Linked DNA regions of Mus musculus: region 1 is linked to region 2. A link is a contact called in public targeted proximity ligation data. All regions are on one chromosome and are shown on one strand. The core of a region is the stretch at or near the end of the contact, and the rest is flanking DNA. Distances in the headings are between cores, read along the strand shown. Region 1 overlaps Lipa (lysosomal acid lipase A). Region 2 overlaps Sgms1 (sphingomyelin synthase 1).

What was found.
Region 1: a targeted proximity ligation map of bone marrow-derived dendritic cells shows a contact between it and region 2, with 11 times the contacts expected there. A contact is called at or near these places in 1 of 39 promoter capture datasets (liver) and 1 of 130 datasets of targeted methods (bone marrow-derived dendritic cells).

The regions. Positions count from the first base shown.
Region 1 is chr19:34,520,307-34,524,299 of GRCm38.p6, reverse strand. Lipa (lysosomal acid lipase A) reads left to right here. Exons shown (of 10, transcript NM_021460.3): 3 at 761-878. Among named protein-coding and RNA genes, the nearest start is that of Lipa, 5.2 kb to the left of the region's middle.
Region 2 is chr19:32,264,670-32,268,754 of GRCm38.p6, reverse strand. All of the region lies in intron 3 of Sgms1 (sphingomyelin synthase 1), which reads left to right. Among named protein-coding and RNA genes, the nearest start is that of Sgms1, 120 kb to the left of the region's middle.

The sequences.
Region 1 (3,993 bases), core at 1,475-3,974, 2.3 Mb before region 2:
CAACCAACCAACCAACCAACCAACCAAACAAACAAAATCCCACTAAAATTAATTAAAGCATTTCAAACTTATGAATCTTAAGTAAACAGTGAAATCTAGATAAAACCAGGTGGAAGAATATGATAGAAAATATAGATTATTAAAGACACAGTAGCTTTAAGACAGAAGATGGATTGACCAGCTAAAGAAACAGGAGACTGCAGAGAGTGACAAATTCCTAGATAGGACAGGATGGACTGACACAGGCCATGGCATCCTTCTAAGGGAATGATGGAATTCAAGTCTTTCAGGTATTTATGGCAGAGAGGATAACGAACACTTTGATCTTCCATGTAATTGGTGGATGCCTTCCCACCTGCCACTCATGACTCTTTCCCTGTGGGGAGGTAAAATTAATGGCAGTTTCTCATTTTTCGGCTTTTCTTCTATTAGTTTCATGCCTTTCAAATGACATTTTGTTTAGCCTTATTGCCTAGGTCAGGAACTTTGGAACATGAAAAATGTTAGCTGACATATTTAGAAAAGAAGTCTTTATTTGTGCCTGGTCGGCAGGAAAGAAAACGACAAGAGGCCAAATTTGATACACTCAGTGCAGAGCTGGCGGAATGATGAGATGCCTGCGAGTATAACTGACTGGGTCTTGAGATGGAATCTTGGTTACTAGATGGAGCAGAATAAAGCTTTGTTTTCTGCCTGCTATTTTTGGAGATGGAAGACTCAGAGTCCACCATAGAATACCCATTGTTCTTTTTCTCCCCAGACCGAGATAATCATGCGCTGGGGATATCCTGGTGAGGAACACTCGGTCCTGACAGGAGATGGCTATATTCTGAGTATTCACCGAATCCCTCGTGGGCGGAAGAACCATTTTGGCAAAGGTATGGATGTTTTCTGGGGCTAGGCGTAACAACTTTTGGAAGTCACTGCGTCATCTGAGTTGGTGACTGAATTCACTGGACAGAGTTACCACAAGACGGCTGGAGGCCAATGTACCAGCTAAGGAAGGCTGGCTTGATTAATTTAATCATTTCTACTGGGTTCTAAGGTCACATTCCATTTACAGTTTAAAAATGCCCCCTTACTTTGTTTATTAACGAAACATTTTATGTAATGGACTGTTGTGAACATTAAACAGTTGGCTTTTGCAATTTAAAAACTAGCCTCCCCCTGCCAAAAAAAAGACCAGAAAGATAACAGTAAATACTTCTTTTTCTGTCTTACTTTCCAGTTTTTAACATGTGTTCTTGCTGTATAATACCTTCATTTAACATCTTTGTATCTTCCACATGCTCATTAGAAACAAATATGGATTATTTTTTGTTTCCACCTTTTAAATTCAAAAGGTGCCATAAAGGACATAGTATTTTATTCTCTGAATTATTTGCTATCAGCAAGCTCACAAAAAGTGTGTTTATTTCCTATCACAGAGATCTTCCCAATAATTCTTAGAACACTTATCTGAAGATGCATAGTATTCCATTGCATATTTATGTCATGGTTTGTTTAAAAAGTATCTATTAATGAACTTTTGTGCTCATTTGAATTTTCAGCTAACAAACATTGCTGCTCAAACAAATCAACAACAGCAAAAAAATACCTATATATTGTGCAAGTTAATAAATAGTATATAGAAATACTTATATTGTTATGTCATGTGAGATGCTTGTTTCTTCTGTCTCCATCACAAGACACTAAGTATATTATAATGCTTAGGTGGCTATGCCAGTTTTCCTTTTCCAAATCCATTTGAGATTTTGTTTTAGTGTTTATAGCGCTATACTATCATCTCCCCTTGTGAATCTTTTACAAAACGATTGAATGATGACTGGCATTGATCACTTTTTTTCTGCTTTCAAACACATAAAGTATATATCTCATGTAAGAACGAGCCTATGATCTTACTTTACTTCCCCTTTTTTTCAAAAACCAAAACCAAAGCCAAAAAACAAAACAACCAGGAAAACAACATCAGCTTTTAGATTCTATCCAAAGAAAAATGAGTGTAGATATTATTTCCTATAATGTTCGTAGTTAAGTAGTAATTACTACTACCAGCCATTTTTTCTAAGGTTCCCAGTTAAATCTCTGCTGGGAGAATGTACTACAGTCACCCCTCCCCTGCAGGCTTCTGCCTCCACACTGCAGTTAAGCAAGCATACAGGGCTCCTTGTCTTGTGCACACACATTGCATTGTGACTGGTGAAGGTGTTTCTTGTGAAGGGAGGCAAAGATGCCCCCTCAAAGAGATAGCAATGCTTGTGGACAGAAGGTGGTCCCCTTGCAGGCTGGGGAGGTGGATGCTCTTGTCTTGCCTGAGAGTGCTGAGTCAGATCTGTATTCAGCTTTAGATCCTAGTCTTCCTTCACCAATTCTGAGGAGACCCCACCCTCCCTTGCGGAAGTCCGTGATCTGTGTGTTTACAAGGCAGCCTCAGGGGGGTCTTTACAAGGAATTTTGTGACTCAGTTACCTAAAGGAGTTGTGATTTCTCCAAGACCTGTGCAGATGCTTTCCTTATGGTTCGCTCTCCATGGCCCACGCCTAGGTCCTGGCCAGAATCTCTTTGTCTATTCAGGAGCACTGTGGTCAATGCTGTTAATCTGCCTTGCTGAAAGCCAAAAAAAAAAAAAAAAAAAAAGTACCCAAAATGGCACCAATCTTGTGAATGCCACTTCCCTTTTGGCTGCCTATTAATAGCACATCACCCTTTCAGTGACCTAGACTAGAAATTGCTAAGTCATTTTCCTTTTGTTTGGCAGTGATGGGGATTGAACCCATGTCCTTAGTGCATGCTTAGGCAAGCACTACTGCCAAGCCACATCCACAGCCCTTGCAGAAACGTTCTTGATTTCCTCCCAGTCTCTAGGCCACCCACAAACCATCACTCATTAATACGGTTCTCCCTGCTCTGACCACCACACTTCTCCCCATTACAATCTTGATGGCATTCATTTAGGCACCGGAGACAGGAGACAGCGCAGAAGCTGAGGGAACCTTGAGTGAATCACTTTGGGTGGGGGGGAGACTCCCCCTATACCAGAGAAAACAAATCTCAAAGCAGGTCTATGGAAATGTAATATTGTTTTGTGAAATGAATGCTTTTAACATATAGAAAGTAATGTCCTGTAGCCTTATTCTTTATAAGAAACTATAAGATACATTAAAATGTCATTTATTTATTGGGGTGACATTCTTGGTGGGGGGCAATGGGTTACACATAAATGGTGAGGGGGCTCTTCAGACAGCATGACTAGCTTCACATGGGTGTCAAAAGGAACACAGAGTGGAGCCAGGTGTCTGCTCTGCCCGTGTACTCCTGTAAGTTCTGCTGCCTGCAGCCTCCTGTTCCAACCTCTCTGTCTCGTTTGCAGAGAAAGTCTAAATCTCAGCTATGACGTGATTTTGTGCAGCAACAATCTTTATGGATCTAATGGATGTAGATACATACATCCCTTAATAGTCTGTCCTGGCTGTGTGTGTATGTTTCACCCCATCCAGAGGAGCAGACGTCTGTACTTGTGGCTGGCTAGTGGAGACTAAACTTGCAATTTCCCATTTAAGATACAGTGTGTGTGTGTGTGTGTGTTAGATGCTCTTCTCTGTCATTCTCCATCCTATTCCTTTGAAACAGGGTCTCTCACTGAGTTTGGAACCTGTCTGGTAGCCAGCAAGTCCCAGGCATCCCACTGTCTCCATCTCATACCATGTTAGATTTCTTTTTAGGGTTTTTGTTTGTTTGTTTTTAAATGTGGGTGGTGGGGCATTTGAACTCAAATCCTTAGACTTTCACAGAAATTACTCTTTTCCCACTGAGCCATCTTCCCACTTTTAAGCAATCACTCTCATCACATGCTGAACTACCACAGTATTCACTAAGTGCTTAAGGGAAATGAAACGCAGAAATTAATCATTTATAGAGAAGTGGTTTTATTTTTATCTGCTCAGCCTTAAGGATGAGTGTTAATATTACAAGGCTCTCACTCCCTGCTTGGAC
Region 2 (4,085 bases), core at 900-3,399:
GGCGGGGTTGAGGGTAAAGCAGAGAGAACACACTTGCTTGTCAGCACTCAATTTCCTTCTCCCCCTTTCAAAATGATTCTTTGAAAATGTTGCACATGACTACGGTGTAACTTGATCGTGCCCGCCATCCTCTGCCCCTCCGATGCCTCTCTGAGGCACTCAACGTTTTATTGGCTTTCTCGGGGCAGGGAAGGGGGTCAATTTGCAAGGAAGCTTCAGAGGGCAGAGGGGGGTGATGCAGTAGCAGGTCCTCCAGGTGTAGGACAGTGCAGGACAGTGTGTGCTCTTACTGTGGGTGACAGAGATGGCACTGCTTCAGGAATTTATCTTGTTGGGCATGCTTAATGGCCAGTAGTGTTTCAGCCTGGTTCTCTGAGACCCAGTAGTAATAGGACTCTTAAGATGTCACCCCACGTATTCAGAGGACTGGCTAAAGAGCTCTTTAAAAGTCCACCAGCATCTTAGAGAATCTTAGAGAAGCATATTTAAAATTACATATCCATGTTCTTTCTTTTCGGAAATTAGGATATTTAAAAAGGATCATTATTAAAGCATAGATTCCTTTATAATCCTGAGCTAATACGCCTACACTAAGGCCATGGTCAAGGTGCTGTGTTGTAGGCCATTTCTTTGGGTGGATAGAAAGAAGAGGTTATTGTGACTTGATATCATGGAAAGATTCGAGATCTGAATTAGTAGCATAACTAATACTTTAGTGTCTTTTGACATGGATATTTCTCAGCAGAGTATGCAAAGAATGCATCAGTTGTAAGGAGCCATTCAGAATACATTGTAATATTGATGGAACGCAAAGGAGAAGGCTTGTGCAGGTTGGAAGTGTAAAGTATTTAGACCAGGACAAAGGTCTTGCAGAAGGTTGATTTGCATGTTGTCTTCACTTAGCTTTTATTTGAAAACTCACTTGTGTGTAATTAATGTTTAAATGTATCCATCTTTTATAACACTTCAGCTGGTACTTATAACATTTCAAGGTTTCTGCACTTTGCTGTAGTAGATTAGTAAGTTTCCAGAAACAGGCTAAAGGGCAGCTTTCGAGTGGGAGTTTGGGTAGCATAGTTTTGATTCTCTAGCCTAGATTCTCTGAATATCATGGAAAGGCCAGACACAATTCTAAGAAGAAGGTGTCTGTGAGGTCTTCAATGATTTCTTTGCTTTTCCACATACTGACATATGAACTTAGCCTAAACCAACGCTTTAAAAGACAGCCATTTTAATTGGTTAACCAAAAAAAAAAAAAAAAAAAAAGTGAACAGTTGTCTCTAATGTCCTCCTTCCTTGGCTGTATAACTAGGTTAATTATAATCTCAGGTGTATGGTTTTTGATGTTGCTGCTGCTTTCAAACTGTGGAAAGGTGTAATTTAGTGCTGTTACCATTGCTTAAGCTCTGATACCGTGTCTACTCCCTGGAAGAATATGTTTGTGTTCTTACATTTTTAATAGTGAATATGCTATTAATGTTAACACTAGTGGCATCCTTGAGGCCTGGGAAGTACATGCCCAATTATATAAGACAGTATCACATGAATGGCTGGCAAGTCTGTACTGAAATGCTGACTAACATGAGGCCTTCTGTAAGTTCTGGTGGTTTTCCAGTAATAACAAAACTTTGCTTCCTTACCATCTGAACCTCCCACATCTTAGTGCTTATTAGGTCTGGATGTTGTGCTGGGTGGGGCTCTGTAACTTCTCCCAAGAGCTCTGAAGGCAAGGTATTTGTCTGCAGGTAAAGAGGCCGAAGGTTCCCGCAGTGCTGGCCTCGGAAGTGGGTGTTTCAGGTCTCTGTGTGTGTGTGTGTGTGTGTGTGTGTGTGTTTCCAGCACTTGCTCTCCTTCCTTCCCCTCCCTCTTCTCCTTCTCTATCTTGTTTTTTCCTTCTCAGTTACTTTATTAAAATTGTCTCCCTGGAGGTATTTAAAGTTGATGCAGATCTGGTTTTCTGCCATTTTTAGCCAACTGCATAGATGAGATTAAAAAAAAAAAAGAATTCAATTAATTGGTTTTGAAGATGCGGTCTTAAAAAATAAAACAAAAACAGAAAATAACGACTATGCTGATGAGGATGTGGGAAAAGGCAAGCCCTGCTGTGGTTTATGGTGTTTTGAAATGGCTGCATGGCTGAGCTACCATGGAAAGTTCTATGGCAGTTCCTCAAAGCATAAAAGATAGAAGTACACGTGACCCAGCCATGCCACCCCTGGTTAGACGGCCCACCCATGTTCTCAGCAACATTATTTATGATTGCTAAGACTCGAAAGAAACCTCAATATTTACTGATAAGTGAACGGAGAAATAGAATACTCTCTACACACAAATCAGAATGTGTTTATTTTGCTTTTAAAAGAAGGAAATTGGGGTTGGGGAGTTGCCCCAGTTAGTAAAGAGCTTGCCATGCATGCATGAGGACATGGTTTAGACCCTCAGCACCCACATAAAAGATCTGGGTGTTAGTGGCCTGGGTAGCTGCTGAGGGCGGTGGGTGGGTCAGTGGCCTGCTATGCTCACGAGTCTTGTATGTATTGGTGACCCTGGTTACCTGAAGCCCATGGTCTGAGCTGCTGCCTAAAGGCATGTTAATGTACATGGGTGCTGGAGAGCTGGCCCACCCCTTCTACAGGTGAGCTGGCCCCACTCAGGCTACTGCCTGGCTCACCTCTGCCAATGGCTTCTGGTGTAGATATATGTGGAGAAAGACTAATCCTCTGGGGCAGGTGTTGGGGAGTGATGGCCGTGTGTGTGTGTGTGTGTGTGTGTGTGTGTGTGTGTGTATTTATACACACACACACAGCTCTATTCATACACATATACTACACATATTTACAAATAAATAGTAAAGGGATTTCAACTCATGGTTTAACATATATGACTTTAAAGCCATTTTGCTAATTAAAACAAGCCCACCAAAAAGGAACAAAAAAGGTTTTTATCCACTTACTTCAGCCCCTAAAAACTTCCCATAGAATGGTGATTTATTGATGTACAGGGGTTGGGGGTTAGGTAACGGGGAACTGGGGAACTATTGCTTAACAGAATTTCTCATTGGGGTGATGGACACATTTTGGTGATGTGATAATACAGTGAAAATGTAATTTGGGGGGTGGCTACATGGTCCTGGCTGTCCTGGAACCTATGTAGACTAGGTTAGCCTGAACTTAGATCCACCTGCCTCTGTCTCTCTAGTGCTGGGATTAAAGGCGCCATGCCCAGCTACAATGTCACTGTTTTTAGTGCACAGACTACATACCTAAACATTTCCAAGATGGTGGATTTTGAGATGTGTTGTGCTCCACTAACAATAATGTTAAAGATAAAAGGGATGAAATGGTTGGGTTTGAGCTCTTTCCTTTGAAGTATAAAAAACATAGAACAATCATGTTTTATAATTATAGTTATCCTAGCACATTTAACAGATTGCTGGGATAAGACAGGAACAGTAGGAAGTCATTGAAACTGAATTTAATTGTCAGTGTGATAGTTGGCCCTGATTGACAACTTGGCAAGATTTAGAGTCACCTAGGAAGCCCCTCTGGTTGTGTCTATCTCGGTGTTTCTGTAGGGGAATAATGAGGGTGGGGAAGCCACCCTCAAAGGGCTGACACCTTCCACAGTTGGTCCAGATATAAAGAGGTCTTAGGAGGAGGCAGTGTGTGCCTACTTTCGCCATTGCTTTCTGAAGGTGGTGTCTGTCACCACTCCTGCCAACCTTTGCTGATCTGGTACTGGACTCCAGCTTCGGTGGCCGCCATTGTGGAAAGGGCGGTACTTGGTCCTTTCTAGAGTAGACACTTGTTCTGGATATACATTTGCCTTCTTTGTGTTATCGCTTCTGTCAAAGTTACCGTTCATGGATTTGGAGAATCAAGCTTTTCCATGAAGCATTTGCTGGCCAAGGAACTCGCTTCACAGTCAAAGAGCTGTATTAGTGGACTTGTGCCCATGGAATTCACTGGTCTTAACCATGACCCCCATCTTCCTGAAGCATCTGGCCTGGTAGAATAGTGGCATGCCCTTTTGAAGATTAGTTGCAATGCTAATCAGAGAGCACTACCTTAACAGGGCTGGACCAA